Regions from separate parts of the Triticum aestivum genome. Here region 1 is linked to region 2. Evidence: chromatin contacts called from public Hi-C data. All regions are on one chromosome and are shown on one strand. Each heading gives the region's core, a stretch centred on a gene start, on an enhancer-like site or on the middle of the called end of the contact. The rest is flanking DNA. Distances are from core to core; before and after follow the strand shown. Region 1 holds the start of LOC123161851 (probable BOI-related E3 ubiquitin-protein ligase 3). Region 2 has its middle 10 kb from the start of LOC123161818.

What was found. Hi-C and Micro-C count contacts between places; a contact is called where the count stands out from the background.
Region 1: a contact with region 2 is called in a Hi-C map of leaf, with 2.5 times the contacts expected there. The contact joins the promoter of LOC123161851 here to the enhancer-like site in region 2. A contact is called at or near these places in 3 of 5 Hi-C or Micro-C datasets (leaf and root).

What each region holds. Positions count from the first base shown.
Region 1 is chr7B:599,685,097-599,690,748 of IWGSC CS RefSeq v2.1, forward strand. It overlaps LOC123161851 (probable BOI-related E3 ubiquitin-protein ligase 3), which reads left to right and starts at 1,873. Exons shown (of 2, transcript XM_044579673.1): 1 at 1,873-2,426; 2 at 2,524-3,377. The coding sequence starts at 2,031. The coding sequence ends at 3,075.
Region 2 is chr7B:599,641,715-599,646,992 of IWGSC CS RefSeq v2.1, forward strand. No RefSeq gene overlaps it. Among protein-coding and RNA genes, the nearest start is that of LOC123161818, 10 kb to the left of the region's middle. Within about 2 kb of position 3,422, at least 3 of the 8 cell types and tissues checked have an H3K27ac peak or open chromatin away from gene starts, as enhancers often do. A contact at or near this core is called in leaf and root, where this site is marked.

The DNA.
Region 1 (5,652 bases), core at 623-3,122, 42 kb after region 2:
ACGTAATTCCCTTTGTCCATCGGTATGTTACTTGCCTGAGATTCGATCGTCGGTATCTCTATACCTAGTTCAATCTCGTTACCGGCAAGTCTCTTTACTTGTTCTGTAATACATCACCTCGTGACTAACTCCTTAGTCATTTGCTTACAAGCTTATGATGTGTATTACCGAGAGGGCCCAGAGATACATCTCTGATACTCGGAGTGACAAATCATAATCTCGATCTATGCCAAGTCAACAAACACCTTTGAAGATACCTGTAGAGCATCTTTATGATCACCCAGTTACGTTGTGATGTTTGATAGCACACAAGGTATTCCTCCGGTATCCGGGAGGTGCATAATCTCATAATCTTTTAGAGATTCAATTAGGACTACATATGGATGTATATAGACATAGTTTAGAGTATAGATTCACTCATTTTACTCTGTATGTAGTTCCTTATTGAAATCTTTAAAAATACTTACATTTCGAAACGGAGGGAGTATTTACTAATCATGAATACGCATGACATGTCAAAGAGCAACGTCGCCAGCCCGGCAGGCGTGGCGCGTCTGGGAACAAGTCAAAGGTTGGTATCAATCGCTCGGTGGCGCCGAAGCCAAGTGCTGCAGTGCTAGCATGCATATGTGGGGGCTATTCGTGCGGCGAGCGACGCGTTCGTACTCGCCCGATCATGTCTGTTCTCTGCATGTGTTTCCTTGAAAGCTGTTCTGTTTCTTCTCTTTCCGTGACCCGCTTCGTCACCTATTTTGCTCTTCCTTTCCTAGTCTAACTAGAAGCCCAAACGTATCCGCGTACCGACGGACGTCTTCCGCTTGAATGCATGCATAGAGCACTACAGCACGTTGTTTCCTTGTGCAAAAAGGTCCATATATATGAGAGATTAATGGAAAGCATAACTACATTATATATTTTTGTAAAAAAACTGCAATATATATGCACCTACTCATTGTTTCCCATTCTATCGATCCATTCCAGTACGCACTACTCCAAATATAGTGGTTAGCTAATTTGCTTGGTTCCCTAAATAAAACAAGCTTATTTGTTTGGTCGTTCGTTACTGTTTTTCAACTATACGCGTATATCCAGCTGTATATTATTAGTATTAGTATTATTTCCGATGTTGATACGTATGCATGGAACTCATTCATTCCCTTCTAATTTTGAGCCCTCATCTCTACCTCTACGCTTTAACTTACGTACTAGTACTACGTACATTATTTTCCTCAACCATCTACAGCTAGCCAGCCAAAAAACGCCAAGTAAATCTCAGCACATTAAAGTACGTACGTTGATTCTGCATGCAGATGCAGTGCATGAACGTAGTACGTAACGCATGCAGTTTCCTTCCTCCCCGAATTGCCCTCCACTAACTGCGCCTTTGTACGTGATTCCCGATCTTTACCAAGTCCAGAGACCTCACCAGAGCGCGTAATTTGTTTTGATTTGACATACACAAGTTTCCTTACACCCCAAGATTCGTGCGTGCAGAGATCAAAGGTTCAACGACGCGTGCTGATTTGGCGCCACGACATATACCAACTTAAACGATACAGTATATGGCCAAGACTTGGGTTCTGCAAATTAGTCAACCGATCGATGGAATCGCCGGGAACGGAAGCCAGCAATTTCGGTGCAGACAGGTAATGTAACGCGGCGAGTTCGTGGTTTCTACTCCAAATTTAGGGAGAGATTTGAAACGGAAGCCATAAATAAAAGGAAAATCCCTCCTGGAAAGGAGAAGGATTAACTATCGAGGGCCGGTCAATCTCGTCGTCAGTTGCTTTCTCACTCAGGCCAGGGCCAAGGATAGGGGACGCGGACGCCAACCAAAACCCGGTCACGCACCATAAATACTCGGCTGCCTGCCATCTACGGACCTCCTTTCTTTGCCACCCTGCCCGCCCGTCCCCTCGCCGATCGATGACCGCACCTCCCACCACATCTCACTAACTCCGGCCAGGGACGCATCGCCTTGGCTGTATATATAGGAGCGAGCGGACGACCCGCGCGCCCCATCAATCGCCATGGCCTCCGTGGACCTGCAACGCCTGCGCCACATGTTACTCACCACCGGCGCCGGCGCCGGCCACCACCAGCTCCCCTACGCCGCTGCTATGCCAGCGAGTGGGCCTTGTTATGGTGCTGCGCTGCCGAGCCAGCGGGGGCACCAGTCCTACGCGGACCTCTTCACGCTGCCGCCGCCGCCGCCGCCGATGACGCCGGCCCCGTATCAGTGTTCAGAGTTCTTGGCGGCCGCGGCTGATCTGGCGAAGAAGGGCGGCATCCCCGACGGTGTTCAGGAAATGATCACCAAGAAGCGGAGGCGCGACGAGCGGTCGTCGATGCTTAGCGCGGCCGACGTTCTTGCGGACCACGCGCAGCAGCAGACCATGGACGTCGACCGCATCCTGCTAAAACATGTAAGTCCCGTGATCAAATCGTCACCGTCTCGATCGATGCTTGGCGTTTCAGGCTTCAATTTCTACTAGCTTTTGTTAACCGCTGTCGATGATGCAGGCGAAAAATATGTGGACTGCTTTGGCAGAGCAGAGGCAGAACCACACGAGGCTCATCGTCTCCACCGTGGAGGCCAGGGCGGCGAAGCGGCTCAAGGCCAAGGACGAGGAGATTGAGCGGATCGGGATCATGAACTGGGCGCTCGAGGAGCGCCTTCGGAACCTGTTCATGGAGGCCCAGATGTGGCTCGACGTCGCGCAGTCCCACGAGGCCACGGCCAACGTGCTCCGCGGCGACCTGCAGCGGGCGCTCGACTCCCAGGCGGTCCGTGGCGGTGGAAGCGGCGACGGTCAGGAGGACGACGCCGAGTCGTGCTGCTGGGGAGAGAACCAGGTGCCTTTGTGCGCGGAGGAGGAGGTGGGCACACCGGCAGTGGAGGAGCGTCCCGCGACAGGAGCAGGAAGGTGCAAGGGGTGCCGCGAGGGCGCGGCCGTTGTGCTGCTGCTGCCGTGCCGGCACCTCTGCGTGTGCGCGTCGTGCGCGGCCGCGGCGCAGGCGTGCCCGGCGTGCGGAAGCGCCAAGAATGGCAGCGTCTGCGTCAACTTTTCGTGATGCGGGACGAATAGTTTTAGAGTCGACATCTTGTTTCCTTGTGAAACTTACTAGAGTCGACTTTTGTTTGTATTCTTTTGTTCACTTTTCTTGTTGTTGTTGACGGGGGTGATAGATAGGAGGATGGTTGGATGACATAGATTGATAGATATTAGAGGATGAGTTTCCCTTTTTTTTTGTTTGATTAGTTTAGCTTTTTGCTGAAGCTGTTGGATGAATTGTTCAACAAGAAGAAAAACAGTTCGTAGTATTGCAGATTATTATAGACGAAGTGCGCGGCCTGCAAGCCACTTTTTACCGGAGCCGGTATGTACTGCAAGCCACTTGAAGATTGGTGCGTGCTGTCTATATGCATACGAGTATTCCTTTGTATACTGTTGAACAACACCATATGAAATGTATTGTCAACTCTTCTCAGAACTTTTTGTCAGTACGATTGCATGCATGACTCACAAATACTATCCTCCTCTAGCTCCCATAACAAAGATAGCATTTAAGTTTCTTTTGACATTTTCAACGGTTCATATCTCTTAAATCAAAATTACGTATGTGATATTTTATATATTTGATCTCCAGGTGTTAAGACCTTTAGGATCAATATTGGATACATTTCAAATAAGTTTAATTTTCAACATTTCAATTAACTTATTTCACTCTATATTCTGTGTGAAACTGCTTATTTCAGTGTTTGAAATTGATAGAGTATTTGTGAAGCGAGTGAAATATATCTTTTATAAATGAGTGAAATCGTTTACTGATATTAGTGGAATTAGTGTAACTCCAAAATAGAGTGAAAATATTTATTTGAAATGAGTGAAATACATGTTTGAAATCTATCCGCGAAATATATTCAGAAATGAGTGGATTTAGTTTTGTAAAGAGTAAAATATGTTTTTATAAATGCGTGAAAAGTGTTTTTTGTATAATTAAATCATATATTGAAATGAGTGAAATATATCTTTTGTAAATGAGTTTAATGCCTTTCCCAAATGGAGTGAGATCTATCTTTTAGATATATGTTTTTTGCATTGAGTGAAATCAATCTTGAAATATGTTTTCTTAACTTAGCGAAGTATGTTTTCTCAACTAAGTGAAATTATTTTTCTGAAATGTGTGACATTAATTTCTTCAGATGAGTGAAATTGGTTTTTTGAACATAAAGAGATGAATTTGTTTTGAGATGATTGAAATCACCTTTTCCGAAATGAATGAAACTATTTCTTTTAACGACTAAAAAATCTGTGTTTTCCCAACTTAGTGAAATATGTTTTCTCAAATGAGTGAAATTATTTTTTTGAAATGAGTGGCATCAGTTTCTTCAAATGAGTGAAATTGGTTTTTTGAACATAAATAAATGAGTTTTTTTAATGATTGAAATCGGCTCTCTGAAATGAGTGAAACAAGTTTTTGAAATGGATAAAATCTACGTTTTCTAATGTATGAAATAGGCATTTTACAACAAGTGAAATCCATTTTTAAATGACTGAAATCCTGTTTATGTAGTGTGAAATTATTGAAATAGTAAAATTCAAACTAGCCATAATGTATACAAAAACGGTCTTGTTATAAAGGTCTTATCATTCTGAATTCAAATATACAAAAAACAAATCACAAACGGGAATTTGGTTCATAAGTTATTTACCATTCAAAATATAACCAGGAAATAAAATGCAACAATTTTGCTTCGGGTGAGAGAACACATGCGTCGTCCTTTTCTTCTGACTGACTCTCTCATACACTAGTAGAAAAACATCTATTAGTCCCGGTTCGTAAGGGCCTTTAGTCCCGGTTCATGAACTGGGACTAATGGGTCGTTACTAATACCTCCACCCATTAGTCCCGGTTCAAACACGAACCGGGACAGATGTGCCGCCACGTGGCCGGTCCGCCGAGCCCAGTCAGGGGGGCCTTTGGTCCCGGTTAGTGGCACCAACCGGGACCAAAAGTCCATGTTTTTTAGAAAAGTGGCTGCTTTAGGGGTTTTGGGGGTTATTTTTAGGTTGTTATTAGCTAGCTAATAGAGAGAAGTGTCCTCTCTTATATCTTCGTCCTTGGTTTACCAACGCTGCTGCTATGTTCATTTTACCCGCTGATATAACAACTCATGGATGCTCGCATCATACATCATCATATATAATAACAAGTCCTACTAATCATGCATCATCATACAACTTTTACTCGTTATTAATAATAAGTCATACGATCATCATCCTCATAGTCATCGAACTAAACCCTACATAATTGTTCTTAGCACATGATCATCAGTATCAGGTAGGACCTAAACACCCATAAGGTAAAATAGCATAAAACAATATAGACCCTGACTCTCCATTATGAAGAATGGTGATCATCCTGTCTCCAATTCTTGCCCTTCGCTGCCTTTTGCTTCCAAGAAGCTCCTTACGACTGTCCATACATTTTTTCCATTCTTTGATTGTCATGTCTCCACTTCTTTTAGAAATCCGGTATGGACAGTTGAGATTCGTAGGAAGACCTGGTTGTATGTTCAAAACATGAAGGATACTGTGCGTATACATCAGATGAGGCACACAATCATTCGGGATTATCTGTTGAAAA
Region 2 (5,278 bases), core at 2,172-4,671:
AGTCCTCCCTTTGCAACATTTTAGGTTGTGCCATTCTTGTCATAGTATATAGAGTAAATATCATGGAACCATAATAACTGGCTTAGGTTAATATAACCACAACTCCAAAAAATAATTATGTACTACCTCTGTAAAGTAATAAGATCTTTTTATATTACTTTACAGAGGGGGTAATTGAGATGCATGATTTGGATGGTGGTCATGAGCCTGGTCAGATGCACTGAGAGCTAGATTTGGATGGCTTACCCAGAAAAAGTCAAGCAAATACAATGGATGGCCCACCCTTTTCTGACCCTGTTTGTTTCTCTTCTCCTGGTAAGGATTTCTCTCCAAACGATCTGAGCCTTTGCATTGGCCTCTCTTATTAATACATTTTGGCTCTATTATTGGCCACCAACAGCACATGCTTTCTTTGACCCATCTGAGTTTCCGGTTGATGAGTCTTTCTTGTACACCAGTCTTTGCTTGCCTGTCCCTGTCCCTGTACCTGAGTAGCATTAACAACTTGTGTGTGTGTGTGGGGGGGGGGGGGGGGGGGGGTGGCTAGGGCCTTCCTTTTTAAAGTTGGAAACTTCCACAAATCCATGAGTTATCACTGCTTCAGGAACTGGCTTGCTTTGCTTGTATGATTTTGTTGTCTTTTTCTCCGGACCCCTGCCTTGACTTTAGGAAGCTACCATTATCTTTACTTGTCTTTCACTTTGATTCTTATAGTTACCACTGGATTTCGACGTAAATCTTACTACAGTACTACTCCCTCCCGTCCGTCCTAAAATAAGTGACTCAACTTTGTACTAACTTTAGTACTCCCTCCGTCCGAAAATACTTGTCATAAAAAAAATAAACAAGGATGTATCTAGACATATTTTAGTTCTACATACGTCTCTTTTCATTCATTTTGATGACAAGTATTTTTGGACGGAGGGAGTACAGAGCTAGTACTCCCTCCGTCCAGAAATACTTGTCGGAGGAATGAATGCATCTAAACGTATTTTAGTTCTAGATACATCAATTTTTATGCATTTCTCCGACAAGTATTTCCGGACGGATGGAGTACAAAGTTGAGTCACTTATTTTGGGTCGGAGGGAGTATTTTATTTGCCGAATTAGGTAGAGTTCCAGTTTCTTGCAGTTTATTGGTTCGATAACATTATCGGCCTCTTGTTTTCCGATGAATGTCTATCTCGATTGGTTCTTAGCTTTTACAGTGGGTGGATATTCCCTTTTTCTACTCTTGGATAGAGTTGGTTTTCAAACTTTCATGAACCTGGCTGGCATTGAGAAGGTTCTCTGAATTGTGTCGTTCAATGTCTCTTTGCTCGTCTGGTCGAACGTCACAATTAGAGTGGCCAGTCAATACCAGCACCCCTGTTTCCATCATGATCTGCCTGGTGTCTATCCATTAGGAGTCCGACAAAGCACCCCATTTACATCGTGAAACAATCTCTTTCAAACTTGAGTGAACAAATCGGCGCTTAGTAAGCAAAGAAATGAATCCTGATTTGAACACCAGAGCCTGCTCGGCCATCTCCATCGCTCTGGACAAACATTTGGACGATCTATCTATCAGCATCATGCTGGAGTCCCGTTTCTTCCTACCCGCGCATCATGGCCTCTACTACTCTAGTAGCAGGTCATTTTTATACTCCCTCCGTCCCAAAATTCTTGTCTTAGATTTGTCTAGATGCGGGTGTATCTAATACTAAAACATGACTTGATACATCCGTATTTAGATGAATCTAAGACAAGAATTTTTGGACGGAGGGAGTACTTGTCTCATCTGAAGAAAGTAATGTGCGTGTGCAATGCATCGATATATACGTGGAGGCCTAGGGGTCCATCCATGCTGGCGTAGCCTAGCCATGTGTTATGTGGTTGGTTTAGATTTGGCAATCTGGCATATGTATGCATCGAGGATCAGGTGCCTGTCCCTCTGTCCATCCAATTTCTTTGCTTGCATGTCTCCATGATCTTTCTTTATCTGTACCATGTCACCGGATAAAGCCGTATGTATCCAAGGGAGATTATTCTAGCCCAATAATACTCCAAGAACGACGATTTTATTCCGTGTCAATGAGACTGAGCACGAGGATCTGGAGGGTGAAATGAACCACTCCATGTTTGGCTCATTAGAAGCTGGGTCAATCAATCAATTTAGGTTGGCATTTAGATAGCTTCTGGGATGTGGCCACATTACAATCATACGCCTGTCTTATTGGTTGGGCTCAGTGGCTCCTTTCTTCAACTCTAGGGCATATTTCTTCTTCCTTTTTCTTATCAATACAGAATTATACTACTATATGAACTTAGCATGTTGTACTCCCTCTGTATTAAAATATAAGATGTTTTTTCACACTGTCATAGTGTCAAAAAGCGTCTTATATTTCGATATGCAGGGAGTACCATCCAGCCATGGATCGATGATGGGACTTGACAGGAGATGCTAGCTAAACAAAGCTCATTCCTGGTGGTATAACATGGAGTGCGTGCGTGCCATCTACTTTCACTGTCACAGGGAATGAGCATGGTACAATAGTCCATGCCAACTTTTTGTTCAATCTGAAACAGCTCTTGTCGTTCTGGGCGCCTGATAATGCCGTCTCCATTTGCCAAACCCATGTACAGTGACTTGTGCAAGCTGCATTGCCCTTCCTTGTCCTCTGCTTGTCGACGAAAACCACGCCTGCTGCTGCTCTCTCTCCTGCATCTTTCTGCCATCAGATGTTTCTCGGAACTATTCGACGTTTGTTGCCATGCGTTTGGCCCCTCTCCATCTTTCCTCCTCACGTTCTTTTTATGCGGACGGTCCTGTTTTCAGCGTCTGTTCTGTTCTGTTCTGTATTGCGCAAAATTACTGGCCACTAGCAGCACTATCGGTCGACGTGGTATTTTATTTTATTATCTGCAACAGCAACAGTTGTGGTGGCGGGGCACAAAACGGAGAACGAATGTGAAGGGAAGGGAGGCGTGTGCATACTTGTGCTGACTCTGCGCAGCATCCGCTTGGCGTGAGCGCATGCGCCTATCTACTACTGGTGGCGGTGGAAGTGGACGCGACGCATCATCTCGACCGCATCTGCTGCATGAATTTGTTTGTCAAAGAAAGAAGTTTGTTCCCTACCCTCGGTGTTGTGATCCATCCGAGCGAGGCTGACGCGAACGGTAGGCGGCATGCATCCTGGCATGCACCAACTGCCCCCGCTCCTTTCGGCAGCAGTGCACCACCACGGCATCGGCACAGACCAGACCTCCTTTTTGGCTTTTGCGATGGAGGGAGGTTGGTTGCCGCCCCGGAGCACGGCCGCCGCCCCGCACCAGCCCCACTCCTAGAGGCCAGCGTCCATCCAAAGCCAGACCAAGCACACCTCCTCGGGACGGGACGCGATGCCTTTATCTGATCTGGTCCGAGGTGACGCACGCGCGGCGCGGCCGGCTGGGGATTGACACGAGAGGATGCACACGCACCAGCAGCGTGGGTGGGCGTGCGGTGCGGACGGCAACGCCGTGCCGGCCGTGCGTGGTCTACAGCCTAGTGAGTACAGGCAAAGCCAAAGTGAAATATACCAGAACACCCTGAATCACATTCTTAATTCTTTGCGAGGCTTTGAAGCAATCAGAAGATAAGAACAGCTAGATTTCCTCAAAATTTTCCAATGTTCATTAAGCACCATATGTGAAATGGTGCATAAAACTTGGTTATCAACTTTCAGTGGGTTCCTCTTCAAATTAAATGCAAACATTGTTTCTATGTTCTCTAAAAAAAGCAATTATTTTTAGTGAAAGCAAATATGACATATGGAGGCTAGTTGTCCAGCTACACAAGATTAGAATGGACATGGAATATGTGAAGACCAACCATAAATTAATATGAAAATTAAGGGACTTAACATGCCAAACCAGTCTGCTAATGTATTTTTTAGACTATTCAATATGTTAGTATTCATCTACAAAGTAACCAAAAAATTAGTGGATTTATTTTGTTGAACTTTAGCAGTAGAAAAAAAATGGAGATGGCAAAATTTCATACGAAGACTTGAGAGGAACACTGTGTTTTTGGTGTGGGTGTTTGCATAGTAAAGCCGATCCATTTCGTTTTACAGTAACTAACACGGAGGTTGGTAGTAGTAGTAGTAGTAGCAGCAGCAGCAGCAGCAGTAGCAGTAGTAGTAGTAGGAGGAGGAGGAGAGCGGCGTTTTGGCTCCTAGGTGCATATGCACCCATTATCGAAATACACATTTCGGAAAGTTGGAAAATTCGGAACAAAAATCCCGCCTTTGGCTCCTAGGTGCATATGCACCCATTGTCGAAATACACATTTCGAGAAGTTGAAAAATTCGGAACAAAAATCCCGCGTGTATATCCGGACATTTTATGTGTGTGCACAAGGTTTTAGTGAAAAACGACGTTTTTTGTGGCTTGTGTAAAAAAGACAATTTATGATGCTTCATTCTAACTATTCACGAGGCATTTATTTATTTTTTTACACAAGCCACAAAAAAAAGTTGTTTTTCACCGAAACTTTGTGAACGCACATAAAATGTCCGGATATACACGCGGGATTTTTGTTCCAAATTTTCCAACTTTTCGAAATGTGTATTTCGATAATGGGTGCATATGAACCTAGGAGCCAAAACAGTAGTAGTAGTAGTAGTAGGAAAAGACCCATGTGCTCAATTAACAACTGACCCAGGGGTTTTCTGCATATTTGACGGTGGATGAGCTGTCCATCACATGTGCATTCATCACCTCCATTGGAACATGATCTAAAGGTCCAGGGTTGATTGGAGCATCGTATCACCTCAGCTGCCGTATCACCAGATATTTTCCCATCTCAATCATATCCCTGTGCAAGCTGTGCGTGAGGACGGACGATGCACAACTGCGGATGTACGACATCGCGGCCAAGAATTATACTCTCGTCTCTGTTCCTCCCTCCAGGCCATGTATGCCGGGTCAGCACAGGATATATACCACACGATTATCCTCAGCGTAGAATGTACTGTATGTATCATGTGCTCCTGGCCAAAAGGGTCCCAACTTGTTACATTTCTGTCCGTAGAACCAACCGCATCTCATCTTAGACAGCAACGCCAGAAAAAAGGAGTGGAAATGATACAGAAGTAAAAAAAGATGGTGCACGAGATCCCAGGCTCGATTCTCACCGGATAGGGGAAGAAGGTAACCATCCAACTCACAAAGTTGGAGCTGGTTTGGACTTCTTTTCAAGGAGGTGCGTGAGTGAGCCTTTCGAGAAAAATGAAAAGGAGGCGTGTGAGTG